2 separate regions of the Triticum aestivum genome follow, and region 1 is linked to region 2. Evidence: chromatin contacts called from public Hi-C data. All regions are on one chromosome and are shown on one strand. The core of a region is the stretch at or near the end of the contact, and the rest is flanking DNA. Distances in the headings are between cores, read along the strand shown. Region 1 holds the start of LOC123147613 (serine/threonine-protein kinase-like protein CCR4). Region 2 holds the start of LOC123147611 (survival of motor neuron-related-splicing factor 30).

Region 1 (2,977 bases), core at 272-2,771, 310 kb after region 2:
CGAGCCGGACGGTGGCGTGCGCCTTCTTCTCCGACTTCCTGGACGCCAGCACGTAGAACGTCAGCCCTGCTACGATGATCACCAAGACGCCGGCGCTGGCCACGCCGAGCCCCACGAAGAGCGTCTTCTTCTTCTTCGCATCACCAGCCCCGTCACCGAGCCGGGCCGTACTCCCATTGCTGACGACGATCCTGGACGCGTTCAGTGGCTGCTTGCACGGGCTGCACACGGCGAGTTCTTCGCCGCCCAATCCGCCGCCGGTGCCGCAGAGCCTCCCTGAGTCGGGTACGATGTTGCAGGAGCAGTTACTCTTAGGGGCGCAGGCTCCCGGCATGGTGTTGTTGTAGACGAGGTGCCTCCCGTCGAAGCGGCCGTCGTTCCCCCAGCAGACGACGGAGTAGTTGCTGGTCATGACGGCACACACCGTGTCGCCGTCGGCCTCGATGGAGACGAAGGTGGTGTGCGTGTACTCCTCCGGCACCTTCACGCCCCAGCACCTGACCGTGCCGTTCCCGGCGAGTATGCAGGTGGTGTTGCGGCCGAGCGCCATGGCCATCATGTCGGCCGGCAGCTCGTCGAGACGGACCGTGGGGTTTCCGTCGCCCCAGCACACGAGGCCGCCCAGCTTGTCCACGGCGCAGGCGTGGCGGCGCCCAGCGGCGACCGTCTGGAACGTGACATCAACCCCGTCGGCCGTGAACTGGGGCGTCGACGGCATGGCGCCGCCGTAGCACCTCATGGCGGTGTCGTCGCCTTTCACGATGCCGCAGAGGAAGTCCTGGCCGAGGGCGATGAGGGAGAAGTCGAGGCCCTTGGGCAGGTCGAGGCCGGGCCACTCCCAGCAGGTGGGGTCGTGGTCGTCGGAGAGGCCGCACACGTGCGGGCCGCCGGCGGACATGGAGCGGAGCGAGGGGCCCCAGTAGATGCGCCGGCCTACGGGGCGAGACCGCCTGGCCTCCTCCTCCTCGGTGAAGGACCACCAGCGCATGGCGGCGTGGCCGCCGACGGGCGCCATGAGGCCGCAGAGGAAGTCCTTGCCGGCGGCGATGGCGTTGAAGGGGATGTCGGCGGAGGGGTAGGAGGTGAGGCGGCCGTCGGGCATGGACTTGCACTGGAGCTTGGAGTTGCCGCCGCCATCCTCGTTGACCCTGTCGATGATGAGCGCGCAGACGAGCGTGCTGTTGCGGGTGTGGGAGATGGCGACGGTGGAGAACTGGCGCGGCGACGGCGGCGCGGCGGCCGCGGCGACGGCGAGGAGGAAGGCGATCACGACGAGGAGGCGCGTTGTGCTGGTGGCGAGGCCGGGGCGGCGAGACATTAGCATTGGGAACGAGAGGGAGGAGACGACATGGGTGTATGGATGGAGGGACGGAGGGAGCTCCGGTTTGGCTCGGCTCGCTTGGATTTGATTTCTCGCTTGGTGGCTTGGCTTTCTGTTTCGGGGTTGTAGGTGGGTGGATCGACCGATGGAGAACGAGTCGAGGACACCGCGTCCGCGTTGGGTTTCGTTGCTCGTTGGGTTGGGTTGGGTTGGTTTTACTTTTATATTTTAGTCATGCTACTATACGGAGTAGATTAATTCAGAAATAAGTGTGTGTGATTGTGATGATGGATCGATGATGAGGTGAGGGAGGTTGTTTTGGTTTGGTTTGGTAGACTTGACTAGGTCCGTTGAAATTCAAGTGTCAATGCTTAGCTTGTGAATTAATTTCTCCGACCTCACTTTGCTGCCTGGCTTCTCAGCTAGCTTAGCTCTCTAGCTGCTGCTTAGCTCCAAAACCACAATGATTGCCGGATTATCGGTTGCTAGGAGGCAAATTAGTGCATAACCACTTAGCAGGGCATCTTTTATTTTTTTTGGGGGGGGGGGGGGGGGGAATTATCAGAGCATCTCTAACAGCAGAGAAGCCTTTACCATTCTCTCCTTTTTTACCATTCTCTTGTGCTTTCCGCATTTATACTTAAAAACTTTATTTTTTGCAAAATATACTGAAAACTTGTACTAGTAGGTTATCACTCGGTGTGGTTTCTAATAATCAGTGGTTGTATTAATCCTGAACATGTTCTAGTTACAAAGGCATTGGAAAAAAAATGATAAATGCAGATGGCATACTGAAGATGGAATCAATCTCTCGGTCATGGACATGCAGAGATCATACTTTCATTCACCAAGAGAAACCCAGCAAGAGCAACTGTCATATACTCATATCCAAAAATGCTAGACATACAAAGATTTACAAGCTTTTACAAGCTCTTTTCATCTAACAACCAATTACAAGCCTCTCCCTCCCACCTGATTTTCAGGAGGGTGGGCCATCCCCCTCACTTGTTGACCAATAAAAACTAACCCACCTATAAAAGCCAAACGTGTAGCATTGCCGACTCATATCTCCCATACAGCAACAAACAAATTTATTTTGTTTTGTTTTAGGGTTTCCAGGCATCTGATTCTGCACTGCGCAGTGCCGCAGTCCGTGGAAACGACTGAATCTCCCTCGCAAAAAGGAAAAGAAAGAAATAAACAAACGACTGACTCTACCCTCAGAATCAAGAGCCCGGCCCAGTCTGTACAGTCCCTGCAGAATTGCGGCCAAGTCGGAAGAAGTTAGTGGTGGTTTACTGTTTTTTAAAACTTTTGACATTTACTCTTAAGTTGACAAAAACCCACGCCGGACGAGGTTTCAATCCAAATTACGTGGGCTTGGAAACTTTCCTTCTCTTCTTCAAGCAAAAGGCTGAAAGTTACTACTTTGTCTGTACTATCGCGCAAGTATTACCTGGGTGATTTTCTACATATATGTATGTACTTATAGGGAATGCCCGGTCTTTCCAGAGAACTTGTACACCCCCTTTGTTTATTTATAGTATCAAGAAAACAAGTGCTGTTATGGAGGACAGAAAATGCAGCAGATCTTCAAGCAAGAAAAAAGACGTGCAAGACGGCAAAGAGTTTACTCCAAAACTCTGCTGCTGGCAA
Region 2 (2,897 bases), core at 96-2,595:
TTCGCGGCTTCTTCCTCTCTCACGTGTATTACGGTTCGAGCTGCTGGATTGTACTGACATGAGCAACTCCAAGGCATGCTCGATGCAAGTGGATACAAAGCCCAATGAATTTGTCGTGTCGGCCACTTTTGCGTCTTACTCCTTGCACAACTGGGGCATTGTTTGGCACCCTGTCCAGCAATATCCTACTCTGACGCGTCCTGTTTTGATCTACCCTTCATAGCAAGTGTGCGTCCACATGAACTCCTTGTGTGATGTCCACCAGAGCCTTGTTAAATTTAAATGCACTTTAAGTTGTTTTGGCTGGATCTTCTAGCGAAAACTTGCCCATCAACTGAGGTGCAAAAATGTGTCGCTCATTTCCACCGAGCGCTAGCTCCGCCTAAAGGACCTCTGAATGAGCTCAGGGACATCATTTTTCTTTGTTTAAACCTTAAAATTAACATATATACATGTATATACTTCCAATATTTTTTAAAATGTGATGGGGAAATAATAATTATTTACATTTTAAAATATCAAGTAATTTGAAAAGTATTCACACCTTTAAAACTGTTCTTGTAATTTTAAAAATTATTTTAAAAATATTCATATAATTTATAAAATTGTCAATAGATTAGCATTCACATGTTGTAAGATTTTTTATCTAACTAAAAAGTTCCGTATTGTAGGAAAATGTTCGTATAATTTAAACGCGTCTTTGCATTTTTAAAAGTATTAATTTATTTTGTGAAAACTTTAATATCTGGAAATTATTTCTTCAAAATAAAATAAAAATAAAAATGAAAAGGAAAATCAATTAAACATGAAAAAAGGCAGAAAAAAATGACTCCGGATAGTGGTAAGTTCTTCCTTGTACAGATGGTTGAGAGAAGGAGGTGTCTTCTCTGAGCCTGTGTTGGATACATCGACTGATCAAGACACCTCAAGACCACGAGAAGTAGAAATAGTGAGAGGACCGCTTACAAGGAATGCTGTGATAAGCTGGAAAGAAGGCTAAGATATTGGTGAAAAGGGTTTCCATGAAATGGTAAGCAAAAGAGATTAATCCTACACAAACACGAGGGTTGGGAATAAGATTTTTTTAACTACTATATAGGTTTGGGAATAAGTTTTTCTTTTTTGAGCGGTGGTTTGGGAATAAGTTTTTCCTTTTTGAGAATTGGTTTGGGAATAAGTGAGTGTCAGAAAAACGAAAATCGCCCAGCGCCGGGCCAGCCCGCTCACACGCGCGTCGCATTTGCGCATCCACGCAGCAAACCCCACGATGGGCCGAGAGTTGCAGTCCCTGAGTCCCAGCCCAATTGGAAGAGGCAAATCGACTCGGCCTCTTCTTCCTCGCGATAAAAATCCATCCCCACCACGAACAGACAACAACAATAAGATTTCCCCAAACGAACAAAAAGAAAACTCTCGGGCGGCGCGAGGCGTCACGAATCGAATCGAATCGAGCTCGAGCCGGAGGAGAGCGTCGGAGGCGGCGGGCATGGAGGATCTCAGCGTCGAGGAGCTCGCCTCCAATCTCTCCACCTACAAGGACCAGCTCCGCGAGGTCTCTCCCCCTCCCCCCATCCCCCCCTCGCGTCCAATCCTCGGTAGTAATTCGTTGTGCTGCGGCGATTCCTCCATCAGTTCTGGTTTCCCCACCTAGGTGCTGCGCGTTATTAGGGCCACAATAATTTGTGCGCAGCTACGTGCTTTGTTTCTGTGCTTTGGATGCTGTGTGTTCAGAGATTAGGTTTCGGATGTGCGTCCGATTCTAGGGTTTCGAGAGGCCTAAGTGAAAAGTCCAGGACCTTACAATTGATTAAACCTTTGATTAAATAGTAGAGCAGCCGTAATAACCTGCTCTTATCACTATTTCCCCAGCTAAAAGAGTTATCATTTTCATTATGTTAAAGGGACGCCGGGTATTGGAACAATCTGTGGAAATCTGCCTGCTCATGTCAGCGATAGATAGCTAAATTAGTTTGAACTGCAGAGTTAAAAAATCCTAAGGTAAGTGTTGGATTCTGAGACTTCTTAGAAATACATATTGGACAACACTGGATTGACACATTATGTAGCTTGATTGGTTCCCATGAATTCTATACTAGGGCTGTATTGTGTTGGTGCTGCTTGGTGGAGCAAAATGTTTCGATGTCCATCGCCCATTTGATCCTGCATTTTGTTGAATTTACATATGTGCAGAAGACAGAACAGTCCACTGGTTCACAAATCAGAGCATGCAACTTTTTATGTTCATGTGGTTAACGCTTTGTAAAGTGCACATGGTGGTTGAATTTTGTCTCGAGACTTGTTGATGTATTTGTTCCAAGTTTGGTCCCTTGTTGCAGTCATTGTTTCGCGCTAGATTCTACTCACTCTTTTTAATATTTTGTCCATGTCTTTCTGTTTTAGAGGAGTGATTTACATTGAAAATTGATTAAATGATCTTCTATAAACAAATATGACATCTGCTCTGATCTATCCGGACCATAGTAGCGGGAAACGGGGAACGGTAGGCCGTCCCTCGATCCCGATTCATCGACCCGGAATCGGATTCGGGAACGAGGTCAGATTCGGTACGATTCGATGAAGATTCGGCGTTCCCGCAGCCTGCTCCTCGATTCAGGTTCCAGGATCCAACAGCCAAAACGTGAGGCATAATTTACTCACGCCGTCGTTTCTTTTCTCAAGGACTCCTCGTTCTTCCTCAAGTCCATTAATTACAAGGGATCCATTAACAGCAAGGAATGCTGACCGTCAGGGAGTCGTCGTTCTTCAGGAACTGTGTTCCTCGACCCATGATACCGTCCCGGGTTCATCGTACCCAAACGGATTGGATCGCGTCCCCGCTATAAAAAATTCGTTCGAGAGATGTATACCCTCGTTGTATCCTATTTTTTTTAGCCACC

What was found. Hi-C and Micro-C count contacts between places; a contact is called where the count stands out from the background.
Region 1: a Hi-C map of an unstated tissue shows a contact between it and region 2, with 6 times the contacts expected there. The contact joins the promoter of LOC123147613 here to the promoter of LOC123147611 in region 2. A contact is called at or near these places in 3 of 5 Hi-C or Micro-C datasets (leaf and an unstated tissue).

Annotation. Positions count from the first base shown.
Region 1 is chr7A:468,911,243-468,914,219 of IWGSC CS RefSeq v2.1, forward strand. LOC123147613 (serine/threonine-protein kinase-like protein CCR4) reads right to left here and starts at 1,522. Exons shown (of 1, transcript XM_044566877.1): 1 at 1-1,522. The coding sequence starts at 1,324.
Region 2 is chr7A:468,603,025-468,605,921 of IWGSC CS RefSeq v2.1, forward strand. It overlaps LOC123147611 (survival of motor neuron-related-splicing factor 30), which reads left to right and starts at 1,346. Exons shown (of 8, transcript XM_044566875.1): 1 at 1,346-1,552. The coding sequence starts at 1,487.